3 separate regions of the Mus musculus genome follow, and regions 1 and 2 are each linked to region 3. Evidence: chromatin contacts called from public HiChIP or PLAC-seq and promoter capture Hi-C data. All regions are on one chromosome and are shown on one strand. The core of a region is the stretch at or near the end of the contact, and the rest is flanking DNA. Distances in the headings are between cores, read along the strand shown.

Region 1 (4,308 bases), core at 611-3,110, 230 kb after region 3:
CAGCTTGTCAAATGTTAGGATTTGAGGCATGAGTTCCCATGCTCGGTGAGTGTGTGTGGCGGGTGGGCCCGTCGAGACGTGTTGTCGATTTTTATCTTGGGCTACCCTTAAGATCTCAATCTGCTGCCTCCTGCTGAGGTCTGGGTTTGCAGGCGAGTGCCACCACCACACCTTGCTTGGTTATTAACTTGCCCAACAAAGTTGTTTGTGTATTCTTTCCATTATCCTGGCATTTCTTTAATGCTTAACTGCTAAGGACAAAGGGTTATCTCTGGTTCGTCTGCTCTACCTGTATCCCCATGATTTGTATTCTCACTCCCGTGTTTTGTTTTCCGCTCTTATTTTGCTGAAGTATCAGACACACACATTTAGAAAACCATTTAGAAGCCCGAGAGCTTGCAACGAATTGTGGTGGTTTTCTCCCCAGACCGCTTGCCTGGCGGCTGCCCAGAGTGATGGATCACTTTCCACCCTATTCGCTTCCACTTTCATTCCATCTGGCCGGGACCGGCGCTCTTCTGGCTGGGAACTTGCTCACTCATGATGAGTCTTGATTTATCAGTTCAGGGTGATGTTCACGACTCACTGTTGTGGCAGATGGAGATTTTTGTTCCTATCCCTCATTTTCCTCCTTTTGAGTCAGACCTAGCCAGCCATCTGCATCATTTGCATGTATTATTCTCATTCCTTGTATGGCGGGCATGCTTGCGTGCGTGCGTGCTTGCGTGAGTGCGTAGGTGCGTACGTGGGTGCCTGCGTGCTTGCGTGCTTGCGTATTTGGAACAGGTTTTCACTCTGTAGCCCAGGTTGGCCTCAAACTTGAGCTCCGCTGGCCTCAGATTGTAGATGTCTACCACCATGCCCACCCTTGCCTGTTTTATTTTGACCTCAGCTCCATACCTTTCACTTCTGGCTCTTGTTTCTCAGCTTTTCCTCGCGCCCCCAGCCCCCTCACTACCCACTTCTCCTTCTGTCTTCAATTCTTTCTGCAGACAAGATTAATGGCATTTTCTTGACTTTGTAACTATACTATGATCTCAACTTTCTAGTTTGATTTCACAAACTGAAAATGAGTAAATTTGTGTTGTCATTTTGTACTGTTGTTGTAACGCAGAATTGACTTGGTGAAGCGTCACCTGGTGAGACAGGATCACTCTTCTTTCAGTGTGGTGACTTGTTTTACGCTATCTCGGCCTATCTTTTTACTCCGTCTTTATCCGTTTTTGGTGGTGAAGCCTTAGCTATTTATTAACTTATTATTCTTTACAAAACAAAAAGCAAAACTAGTGTTCCCCAGCCCCACCCTGGCAGCTTCCTTTAGGCACTGCTCCAGGTATTAGGAACCAATACTCTGAGGCATATGATCAACCTCCATGCATCTGAGTCTAGAGGGATCTAAGGGGCAAGCGCACTAAGTGTTGCAGCTGCAGCCAAGGTGACTCTGAGCAGCCGGAAGGAGGTGACAAGGGTCTCTCAGTAAGTCACAGACGGCAAGCGTTCTTCTACTGTCTGCTTGTGGGTGAATGATTCTTGCATAAAATTCTCTACATCGTGAGGATCTTAGCTTAAACGATTGGCCTGGAACTTCCTGAGCCCCGCTGCCTCCCAGCGCTACATCTAGAATCCTAAGCTCTGGGATGGCTTCTTCCTGATCTTGTTGTGGCATCTCTTTAAAGATTTGTTTATTTACTGTGTGCACGTGTGTGTGCTAGTCATGGCGCTTAGGTGAAGGTCAGAGGACAACTCAGGTCAGCAGACTTGGCAGCAAGCCCTTTAAGCCGCTGAACCCTGGAATCCCTGCTGCTGTGCATTGCCCCATGGCCTCCTCTTCATTTTCCTTTAGTCGGTTTAAAGCAGCAGCAAACATTTGCAAAGTGTTTGCTCTGTGTGTTTGCTTAGTCAGCTGCATTGTCCCTCTTGGTATGAGCTCACCCAGCCTTCCGGTCGCTGGAAGAAGAAAAGGTACCCAAATGACAAGGGCTTTCAGTACAGGCCTGCATGGCACAGTCAGATTTTATTTTAGGTTTTGCAAGTGTGCCAAACAAATACCTACTTTTACAACAGGTGCCACTGATGGGGTGCGACTGAGGCTGACAGGACCCCACTTCCCTCCAGGGATGGAAGCTGCAGGATGGCCCCTTTCTTTCTTTATACCTGTCAAGTAAATTGCTGTTTGTGTGTGTGTGTGTGTGTGTGTGTGTGTGTGTGCGCGTGTGTGTATAACTAGTGTTCATCTTTTTTGGTTTATTTTATGCATAACTGATATCCTTCTATATATTTGAGCTGATCAGTTTATATCTACTTGGGTTTGATATTTATATTACCCACGAGGAAAAAGAAATGTCTTTGATTAAAGAAACAGGGTACAATGTTTTGGATGTCTACTAGAAACTTAGTAAAATTCCTAGGGTCTAAATCACTTTCTCTCTCACAAGATCTTTTTACAAAGCTTGGAATCTGCATATTGATACAAAGAAAGAGTAAAAGCAGCTGTCAGATGCAGCCCTGTGAGATAATGAGAGAAACACACCTGCCTCCAGGTTTGCAGCGAGGGAAGTCTCAGTTACTCCCCAATAGCTTTACCAGGGTACTCAGGGAGCAGGTGTGTCCACTCAGTTAATGCTCTTGAAAGAGTTGGGATTCCTGGCTTCTTTCTGGGCCAGTCTCTCAACTCCCTTGTGTCTCCAGCTCAGGCCCCCCATCTTACTCACCTTGAGACCCCAGATTCTATCCCCTGCTGCCTCCTCCAGTCACCCTCCACCCTGGCACACACCTGACTCTGACAGACTACCAGCAGTTGTGCCAGCAGTCCTATGAAGTCATCTGTACCCACTCTGTGTGCTCCCCGTGCTGATCTCACCCAGTCTTAGCCGCTCTGGGTTCCTAGAATCCGGTTGTGTGAACTCCTTTCCTGTCTCCTCATTTTCTGCCAAGAAGTCATTCTTTTTGGCTTCCTGCCTTACATTGCTCAATAGAAGAACCATCTCTAGGGACGTCAGGAGCCCTCACATTCCCTGTGACTCCCCAAGATCTTCCAGAGCTCGTGCGCATGAGTTACTGCACTGAAAGGACTTATAAACACAGGATTGAAATTGCTTTTCAAAACTGCTGTCGTTAGACGTGCCCTCCCTCACTGAGGCATGAGAAACAGAGTTTGCAGGCCACAGGGAAGAGAACTGCTGCTCCCACTGAGAAGGGAACCCCCCCCCCCCCATAGTTCTGAGGTAGTCACTCACCATTTGGTCTGACAGCTTTGTTCTTGGAGGGGACATCTAGACAAATTACCTGTCATTGTCACCCGGCTGTCACCCCTGTGAACCACATGAGAGCTGCTCATCACCAGTGAGTCAGTTTCCTGAGACCTGAGTCCTGGTCCTTGAATGGGAGGGGCTATAGAGAAGGCCTAAGCTACAATGGGGGACTCAGCAGCAGGAGCTGAGCCATGGTCTGGAATGGGTGTTTCCTAAGTGGGAAATGGGGCAAGGGTGACACCCTGAGCATGATGGGAGTCAGGGGAGGAAGTCAGAAGGCAGTACTGGCCTTGTGCTGGGTTGGGGAGGGGTGCTGGTTTCAGACTGGATGGGTCCTACTCCCACAGTTCAGAAGTCTGGAAGTCAGGAATCCAGGAGATGGCAGAGCCATGCTCCCTGTCTCTGATGTGTGGCTTTTGTGCCTCTTCTTGTCCCTCGCATAGCCAGGCACTCCTGGGTGTATAATGATATTGCTCTAAGCATAACCCCCATTTTCATGTACTCTTTTCTCTGTCTCCTGGGTGGCCCCTTAAGATCTTTAGATTTTTATCCACAAGTGTACTATTTCCAAATAAGATCACATTCATATACACCAAGAATTAAGATGCGCCCCCACCCTGTATGAATCTCTATTTTGAAACAGCATCTCGTCAGAAAGCCCATGTTAGCCTCGAACTTGGAACCCTCCTGCATTTGCTTCTCCAAGCCTAAGGCTGCCATTTGTGTCGTTACACCCTACTCACTGCAAATGTCTTTTTGGGGTGTGCAATTCATTCTGTTTTAGATAGTAATAGCTGAAGGAGAGGGATCAAGGCTCAGAATACTGTGTGGCAGGGTGTGCTGAGCCTCCCTCAGGGATCTGCATGCTTTCCTGAGAATGGACCATCACTTGTGAGTCCCTACGCTGACACTCCCCTGTCTTTTCTGGTCACAGCCTTCTGGATGATTCTGACTCTGGAAGTCACCAGCGCTTTCCTCTTGAATGAATGATGTCCTGTCTAAAGCTGAATAGCTGGGAGGCGAGGAGCACCTTCTTGGAGGGGGAAGGGTTTTCTTA
Region 2 (4,649 bases), core at 1,887-4,386, 200 kb after region 3:
GAGGATGCCAGATTCACAACTGAAATTACAAAATGACCGTGAGTCACCACATGGGCACTAGGAACCAAACCCCAGTCCTCTGCAAGAGCAGCAAGTGCTCCTAACCTCTGAGCTACGTCTTGGTCCCAAAGATTTTTTTTTTTTATTTTGAAGTGTGTGTGCGCTTGTGAGTTTGTGCTCAGGAGAGCAATGTCCACAGAGCGAAGAAGAGGGTGTCGGATTCCTTGGAACGGAAGTTACGAATTGTTGTGAGCTGTTCAATATTGGTCCCCTCCCCTGCTCCCATTTCAGTTTGAACACGCAGCAATCAGGTGAGCATTGGCGTGCCTGGCTTTACACTTTACTTTTGCACTTGTGTGTGTGTGTGTGTGTGTGTGTGTGTGTGTGTGTGTATGTGTGTCCACCCGTGTGCTTATGTAGAGGTCAGAGTACAACTTTCTGGAGTTGGTTATTTTCTTTCACCATGTGTGTTCCAGGAATTAAGCCCAGGTTGTTAGACTTAGAGGCAAGGCAAGGGCCTCCACTGAGCCATCCCACCAGCCTAGCAATATTAACTCTGAGAAGCCTGATGCAGAAGCGTACCCAAGGTAGTGCTGAAAATAAAAATACTTTACTGTTGTAAAGACAAATTATTAAACCATGTGGACAAAGTGACACGTATATATTATAGACATATCACCTTTAAAACATATAGATAATTCATTGAATAGACACAACTTCTCACAATGATATTGATTTAAAAATGAGCCTTTGTCTATCTGATGCTTTGGTAAGATGTTGTCTCCTTGTCACATAGATTCTGTTCACATAATAGTATCAGATTTCCAAAAAATAAAAAACCAAAAGATTAAATCTTTCTTTCTTTCCCTCTATGGACATGCATATGCCTCATTTTGATTTTTGTTTCTCTTCTTCCCCTTCTCAAAGGTGAGAGACCTACTACTGCTGTGGGAAAGGAGTGTGCGAATATCATACACATACACGCAATTGTTTTTGAGACTGAGTCTTACTGTAGCCCAGGCTGGCTTCACGTTTGCTGAGTAGCTGAACACTAAAATGTCTTCTCTTCGGTGCCTTGGGATTACTGGCGCAGTGTCTGCCAGGCTGAATAAAAATATGCTTTTAACGATGAGGTAGGGCTGGGGACAGGGCAAACAGACAGACAAACAAACAAACCCTCTTAGAACTCCTTCGGAGCTATTTATTTATACCTGCTGCTCTTCCAGTGCTGGGGACTAAACCTATACCCTAGGCAGGCTGCAGAGTTATACCCGGTTCCGTTCGTGTTTATCTTTAAATGGCAAATGATTCTCGGTGCTATTTGGACCTAAACTTCTGAGAAAGAAAGAAAAAGGGAAGTAGATAAATAAGCATTCTCCTCCCATCCGTGAAGATAAGCTAGAGCTGGCTTCAGGACAGCTCCTCCCCCATCCTGAGAAACAGCTCTGTCCCCCGAAGCCGTCCCATGGGGTTGAGGATTCTGGTGATGGATTCAGATTTTAACGCAACCCTCTGCCACACTGAGACTCCTCTCAGTGAGGCCAGCCAGCCCTTGCCGCCACCTTGCCACCTTCGCTGTAGCACACACGGTTTAGGGAGCAACTGTCCCTTGTAAATCCCCTGGGTCCCTGTAACAGAAGCTGACCTGGAAAGGGAAATTCCCAGCGGGAATTTATGCAGCTGTGGACAGTTACAGATGGCGAGAGAAGTTGAACAGTGCTTGGGAGTGGGGGGATTTTGGTTTTCAGAAAGAAAGCCCCGGTACACCAGATCCTCCCACAACCTCAGTGTGACTGGCCCAGTGCGGGTGGCTCTAGGCACCCTAGAACTCTGGAAAGTCTTTCAGCCTGCAGTGCCTGTTTTTTGTTGTTGTTGTTGTTGGTGGTTTGTTTGTTTGTTTTTTTGTTGTGTTTTGTTTTGAGACAGCCCTGGCTGTCCTGGAACTCACTCTGTAGACCAGGCTGGCCTCGAACTCAGAAATCCGCTTGCCCCTGCCTCCCAATTGCTGGGATTAAAGGCTTGTGCCATCACTGCCTGCCGGCTCCAGTGCCCATTTGGAGTATACTGCACGAGGTTTCCCACTATGCCCTTTGGCTTGCCCACCCACATCCAGGTCCTTGTGTCTTGTCTCCAGGATCTTAGTCGTGTTCCCCTTTGGGCCTCCCACGGGCTGACGTGCCTGGTAGGCTCGCTGTCAGGATGGGTAGAAATGAAGAGGAGGCAGTGGGGTGAGAGAGAAGTGAGGGGTTTCTTGCTGCCTCATGAGACACAGCTGGGATATACAAGTTTTCCTCTAGAACAGGGCCATGCCACCTCCTCCTCTTTATAGTGAGGGGGGCTCCAAGTGATAAATTCATCCACACACTTCCGACAACTCAACATGGCCAGTAATCTCGATTTCCGAAATGTTTGTTTCTAGTCCTGGGATCAAAGCTGGTCGGTCTCCAGCCTTCTCTGGTTCATCTTCCATGACCCGTTACCACCCTCTCCCCTCTGCCAAGTGACAATAGTCAGGAGTTGGGGAGAGTAGAGCCCTCTCACGGCTCTGACCAGGTGCTGTCTCTCTTCACCCCGTCATCCTCCCTGCGGTTCCTGATCACTTTTCCATCTCCCTAAGATTTTTTTCCTATCAACCTGCCAGTCACAGCCGGCTTGGGTGACTTGGAGACTCTGCAGACCCTGTCTTCCTTTCAAGTTAGCCCCTCTCTCCCCAAATCAGCCTCGGGTCCTTATTTGGATCAGGATCGTCACTAGGACAGGTTCTCCCCAAGATGGAATTTCCTCCTAAGTGGACAGCTCCACCATTCGCCCCGAGCGGACGCTTTTCCACTCTCCAAGAGAGTTTTCAGGGAGTCCCAGGACTGCAACTGGTCAGAACTAGGACTGCCCGAGAGGTGACGGTCTTGCGGCTGCCCCTCTCCTTCGGCCCTGGGGCGGATTACGGTCCTCAGTGGGGAGTGGGAAAGGGGCGAGCCTCCTGGTGCGGGTACTTTCCGACGCTGGAAACTTGCTTAGCCTTTGGCGTCTCCGGACTCCATCTCCGCCCGGGCCCCCAGGGAGCAGCCCTTGGCGGGGCGGGGCGCCTGCTGTCCCTCACGCTAGCTTTCAGCCTCTCGAGTTACAGCTTCAGGATCTCCCGAACAAGCCTTTCCCTGCTCGGGACAAAGTGGCCGTGTGGTGGTGGCACGGTTTGGAGAGGATCTCTGATGCTCCCGGGACTCTAACCGGGAAGGCGCCCCGCCCGCTGCCTCGCTTTCACCCCGCCCGGCGGGGCAGGGAAAGCCCCCGGCGGCTCCTCCCACCCAAGGGGCTTTTCTCCAGTCGCCAGTGACTTTGCACCGGGAGCGCAGCCGCCTGGAGCTGCTTTCTGCCAGGCTGGAGCGCGCGGGGCTCCTGCTCTTCTGCGAACGCAGGGGCCAAGGGTCGGTGACCTCCGGGCGCGCCCCGTTTTCGTGTCCCCTAATTCGAGCCCCAGCCCCCGGCCCGCGCCTTGGCCTCCAGCATGGTGCTGCTGGCTGGGCCCGGGCCGGAGGGCGGCGGGACACGCTGCTTGTCCCCGCAGTCGCCGACGCCACCCCGTAGCGAGCAGACAGGAGAAGACCCAGCGGACTACGAGGAGTACGAAGACTTCTCTAGTCTGCCGGACACCCGCAGCATCGCATCGGACGATTCCTTCTACCCTCCCGGAGGCGAGGAAGAGTACGGCTCGGTGAGCGCGGAGAGCGTCCCGGAGGGCGTCCCTGAGGCGGCGACCCTCCTGCGCGCCGCCTGCGCCAACGACGTGGGGTTGCTGCGGGCGCTAGTGCGGCGCGGGCCGAGTTCCGAGGAGGTACGGGAGACTGACCGCAACGGCCGGGTAAGTCCCGACAGGGTTTGGGTTCCCTCCGCTCTTCTCCCTTGCCCGCATTTCCTTGTCACTCCAATCCTGGATCAACTGCCGCTCAGAGCACCCTTTCCTTCCTGTGAGGCAATTGGGACCCCATTTGCCGAGCGGGCAGAGATGGTCCAGCCCGGCTTCCTACTTCATCCAGGACCCTTTACCGCCCCGGTATCCCCGAATTCTCCCCAGAGGAAGAATTCTCCGCGCTGGAAATGTGGTGACATCTGAGATGTGTGTGTGTGTGTGTGTGTGTGTGTGTGTGTGTGTGTGTGTGTGGTGTCCCTTCCACTCAGTGCCCCTCTGACTGTTACCTTTCCCCAGGCACCAGGTAGGCAATGGTCTCTACTCACTTTCAGGGGACATTTTCCTACCCCCATCCGCATTTGTCCGCTCTGCCTCTCCCGCTGTCTTTGCCTAACACGTTGGATTAGGATTTGGAAGCTACAGTTCCTTTCATTACCTAAACCGCCCTGGCTTTTTACGTGCTTTTCCTAGTGGCCCGCGCGGCGACCAGCCAGCTTTATGTGCGGTCACCGCTCGGGTCGAAGCCAATGAGCCTTCACAGCCACGCTTCAGGCAGGCCGGGTGCTGCGCAGCTCAGTAGGGGCACACTCCAGGGTCAGCACGCGGGGAAGTAAGGAGGCAGTCTCCGTTTATTACGCCAAGATTCAGAGATAGTAAGAAAGTTTAAAAAAAAAGTTGGAGAGCTGTTTCCACTGACTAGTAAATGGGAAAGTGACCGCTGTGGCCGTGTCCCCATTAGTCTCTG
Region 3 (4,460 bases), core at 612-3,111:
GCCCTGGATTCAATCGCCAGACCTCAAATACAGCATGGTGGCACGGACCTGTAATCTGATCACTGAGGAGGTAAAAGGCAAAAGTTCAGGGTTGCCCTTGGCTACACAAGGAGCTTGAGCACAACCTACATTCCTGTTGTAGGTGTGATGGGCAAATTTCAAGGGCCACCTCACCTCCTCCAAGGGCCACCTCACCTCCTCCAAGGGCCACCTCACCTCCACCAAGGGCCACCTCATCCCCTTCAAGGGCCACCTCACCTCCACCAAGGGCTCCCTCATCCCCTCCAAGGGTTTTCCATGTCTCCTTTGTCATAGGTGTCATAGACACCTTCCTGGGGTCTTCCCTTGCTGGATCTAAGTCTGCTCTTTGTGACATCTTTCTCGAATCAGCTAGAACATCAGTCCCCTCTGTCGTGACTACCATAAACCCTCGGCTGTTTACACCTGGATGAATGTTCACCTTTTGTGGAAGGCTGTCTTTTAGGAGCAAAACTCTATCACTTTCCCTGCCCCCTGGAAGTCAGACACAGCAAGAAAGCATGTCTCAGAGTACAGATTTCCTGATTTAAAGCTCTGAGGATTGGTGTAGCTCAGAAGTCAGATCACACAATGAACTTGTCCAAAAGAAGTATATATATATAGAGATAGATAGATAGATAGATAGATAGAGAGCCTTAACAAGCTCAGAGTGCACAAACAAGATTGCAGCAGGAAGTACCTGCAAAAAGGAGTCACAGACATGGGCTCAGAGTACAAGGGCAAGTTTGATCCTGTAGAAAGCTGGTGTTTAAGGAGGGAGGGGCTGGCAGCCTGCCAGGTTAAAGGTTGTAGAAACTTCACTGCGCCTGATTTTGTGTCCTGCCCTGAGGAAGGCAGAGCCAACTCCTAGCCTTGAGTGATTCTGCTGTTCCCTCCCCCAAGTACTTAGTTTTCCTGACCATGTGCACGGTCTGCAGCAGGTCCACGGTTTGGACAGCGTTAGATAGAAAACTAGACCTAAGCGGCACATAGAGACCTCTTTAATCATGCCAATCACTGCCATGCCTTTGGTCTGTTCTCTCTGTTGCAGGCCCAGCAGGCTGTCCCGTGGTGTGTGTGTGCCCAGGGCTCCATTCTGACTACCTTGTTTTAAACGGACTCTGGGGACAACAGGTGTCCTTTTCTGTCAGCAAGTGGATATAAACTGCATCGGCCAGTCTCTTTAGGACCTGGGCCAACCCCAGTGGCCATGGAGTGTAAAACCACACTGTCTTGGCAAGATCCACCCACCATCTAGGATGTCATATTCTTATATGACAGCCTGTCTTTGCTTCTATCCACCCAGAAGAACTGTTGCCAGACGTGGGTACTGAGTTTAATGCAAATATGCTCAGTTTGTTCATGATTCCATCTTCACAAAACAACAACAACAACAACAACAACAACAACAATATAATCAAAATGCCCAGCCTAAAAATAGTATTTAAGGTCAGGGAAGAAGGGTTCTTCTCAGGGACGTGAGTTTGACTACAAACTCTCAGCTGTTTTTAAAAGCAAACATCTGAATACCTACAGAAAAATATCCTCAGAAGTCAAGGGTGGGCACCTAGGGCTGGCTGTGGTCCTTGCCATTTTTGCCAGGACAGTATATATGGCAGCTCATTTTGGAAAATGATCCTGGAAGCGCCTCACATCTGCACCAGCAAAAGCCCTTTTCCTGCAAAGCCACAGGCAAGGTCCAGCAGGTTTGTCTGTCCCCAGCGACCAGCACCTACCTTGTCTAATGGTGAAGAGCAAGTCAGCAGGAGGCAGACGCCCTGGAGCTGACCCGGTAGGGAGGGACATGCAGAAGAAGGGAGGAGTCTCAGTCTGCACGGGAAGTGGACACTGCTGTGGCAGTGTCCTGCATTCCCGGGAAAAGCCGGGGGAGGGGCAGGTCCGCAAGGACCGCGAGAAGGGGCTGGATCCTGGCTCCCGGATGGAAGCAAGAAGGCAGGGTAGGAAGAGTGGTGATAGGAGGGAAACAGAGGCCTAAAGAGGCAGGGAATGAGCCTGGCACTCTGCCCTGGGCCTGTCTACTGGGACGCATACTTCTCTGTGGTCAATCACAATCGGGCTATTTCAAGCACTAAGCTACTACATTTGTGTATTTACCCCAACTTACATATAATCTTCTTGTGGCTTGGGTGGTTTGTCTGTGAGGAAGGAAAGTAGTGAAAGAAAACGTTGAGAAAAGAAGATGGAGGCATCGCCCAGGGAAGAGCAATGAAACCAGTGTTAATTTTCCGGTGCTGTCTCTTGAAGATGTGGGTGCTGGCTCAAGGCCTAGCTCTGGGCAGCGCTTGTCCTCAGGGCAAACCAATAACATAAACCGTGCCTTTGCTGAGAAAGATGGATGAAATCTAAAGCCCACGAGCTCCGTTAAAAGTCTCAGGTGGGACAGGATTGCTCTCCCTGTTTCTGAAACTGTCAAAAAATGCATACAATGGAGTGGGGAAGCTGCCTCTTAGTGTTCCACAAAAGCAAAACATTTTCTCTAAGATGGAGAGGTGGGGGTTTTTTTCTGGTTTTTTTTTTTTTCTTCTTCTTCTGTTGTCTTGTTGTTTGTTTTGGTGCTTGTGAGGGAGGCTCAGTTGTGTTTTTGTTTTCACTTATTTTTTAACTTTTAAAATGTATTTATTTGTATTTTTATGTATATCGGTACATTGGTGTTCTGCCTACATGCGTGTTCACGTGAGTGTAGACAGTTGTGAGCTGCCGTGTGGGTGCTGGGAATTGAACCCAGGTACTTTGGAAGAACAGCCAGTGCTTTTAACCACTGAGCCATCTCTCCAAGCCCCTATTTTTTTTGTTTCATTTTATGTATATGGTCTCTTGCCTGCATGTATGTCAGCATGACTGGTGTCACCTGAGACCAGAGAGGGAAGTGGACCCCTGGAATTGAAGCTACACATCCAGATTGAACATGGCCAGCAGAAAAGACCGGGCCATGAGAGGAGAGAGAAAATAGAGTAGGAAGGAAGAGAAGAGAGGAGCAAGGAGGGGCGGGGCAAGAATGGAAAAAGCCAAGAGAGGGGCGGGGCAAAAGAGGAAAAAGCCAAGAGAGGGGCGGGGCAGGAGGGGCGGTGCAAGAGAGGAAAAAGCCAAGAGAACCAAGGGAAAGGGAAAAGAACCAAGAGAGTGCAGAGTCTGTAATGGTGGGGCGACATAGGAAAAGGAAGTTGCGGGAAGGGAAGCAGTCCCTATGATTGAGAGGTTTAGGTAGGGGCTGGGGTGAGAAGAGCCACAAGTACCAGTGAGCCTGGAGGGCTGTGTGTGCTTCGGTATGCTAATAGCCAGCCATTTGCCCTGAGTTTCTTTGGGACCTGACACATGCATGATGTATGTATGTATGTATGTATGTATGTATGTATATATGTATATGCACCATGTGGTTGTCTGATGCTCTCCAAGAGCTGAAGAGGTGTCAGATCCCCTGGACTGCAGTTACAGACTCCAGTTGTGAGCTATCATGTGGGTGTTGGGAACCAAACCTGGGACCTCTGGAAGAGCAGCAGGTGCTCTTAACCACTGAGCTGGTTTCCAGTCCTTTGGTTTTCTTTTTTAAGGAACAGAAATACATACAGTGTATTAAGGAGGAGGAGGAGGGGGAAAGGGAGGGAGGGAGGAGGAGGAGGAGGAGGAGGAGGAGGAGGAGGAGGAGGAGAAGGAGAAGGAGAAGGAGAGGAAGAGGAAGAGGAAGAGGAAGAGGAAGAGGAAGAGGAAGAAGAAGAAGAAGAAGAAGAAGAAGAAGAAGAAGAAGAAGAAGAAGAAGAAGAAGAAGAAGAAGAAATGGGAATGAGGAACCCAGAGGGGATAGGGAGTCCATGGGAAGATCATCAGAGTCAACTAACGTGGACCCCTGGGGGTTCCCAGAGATTGAACCACCACCAACCAAAGAGCAAGCATGGGCTGGACCTAGGCACCCACACATATGTAACAGATGTGCAGCTTGTTCTTCATGTGGGTCCCCTAAAAGCTGGAATGAGGGCCGTCCCTGACTCTGTCGATTTACTGTGGATCCTGTTCCCCTAACTAGGCTGCCCTGTCTAGCCTCAGTGAGAGAGGATGCAATGACTAGATGTGCCAGGGTGGGTTGATACCCGGGATGTGGGAGGCTGGGGGAGGAACTCCACCTTCTTTTAGGAGGGGAATGTGGAGGAGGGGCTGGGAGGGACCAGGAGGAGGGCTGCAATCAGGATGTAAAGTGAATAAATAAATAAATAAATAAATAAATAAGGAGGAGGAGGAGGAGGAGGAGGAGGAGGAGAGAACAAGCCAGGTGCTGTGGTTCATAGCTTTAATCCTAGAACCTAGGAGACAAAGTCAGGCAGACTTCTGTGAGTCTGAGACCAGCCTGGTCTACATAGTAAGTTCTAGGATAGCCAGAGCTACATAGTATGACCCTCTTTCAAAATAAGTAAGTAAGTAAATAAATAAAT

What was found. HiChIP or PLAC-seq counts read pairs in DNA pulled down with a chosen protein or histone mark. Capture Hi-C pulls out chosen DNA fragments and counts their contacts.
Region 1: a contact with region 3 is called in an H3K27ac HiChIP or PLAC-seq map of extraembryonic endoderm stem cells. The contact joins the enhancer-like site here to the promoter of Cmbl in region 3. A contact is called at or near these places in 6 of 39 promoter capture datasets (the 3T3-L1 cell line, the HPC-7 cell line, HPC-7-derived erythroid cells and 2 more), 2 of 484 Hi-C or Micro-C datasets (liver and nephron progenitors), 4 of 115 datasets of contacts at active chromatin or transcription factors (embryonic stem cells, extraembryonic endoderm stem cells, pancreatic cancer cells and 1 more) and 1 of 9 other capture datasets (adipose tissue).
Region 2: a promoter capture Hi-C map of pancreatic islet shows a contact between it and region 3. The contact joins the promoter of Ankrd33b here to the promoter of Cmbl in region 3. A contact is called at or near these places in 2 of 484 Hi-C or Micro-C datasets (liver and neutrophils), 1 of 115 datasets of contacts at active chromatin or transcription factors (embryonic stem cells) and 3 of 9 other capture datasets (adipose tissue, liver and pancreatic islet).

What each region holds. Positions count from the first base shown.
Region 1 is chr15:31,341,328-31,345,635 of GRCm38.p6, reverse strand. The region is part of intron 1 of Ankrd33b (ankyrin repeat domain 33B); the gene reads left to right. Among named protein-coding and RNA genes, the nearest start is that of Ankrd33b, 24 kb to the left of the region's middle. Within about 2 kb of position 1,860, at least 112 of the 459 cell types and tissues checked have an H3K27ac peak or open chromatin away from gene starts, as enhancers often do. A contact at or near this core is called in adipose tissue, extraembryonic endoderm stem cells and liver, where this site is marked.
Region 2 is chr15:31,366,246-31,370,894 of GRCm38.p6, reverse strand. It overlaps Ankrd33b (ankyrin repeat domain 33B), which reads left to right and starts at 3,136. Exons shown (of 4, transcript NM_001164441.1): 1 at 3,136-3,856. The coding sequence starts at 3,503.
Region 3 is chr15:31,566,234-31,570,693 of GRCm38.p6, reverse strand. Cmbl (carboxymethylenebutenolidase-like (Pseudomonas)) reads right to left here and starts at 1,861. Exons shown (of 6, transcript NM_181588.4): 1 at 1,755-1,861.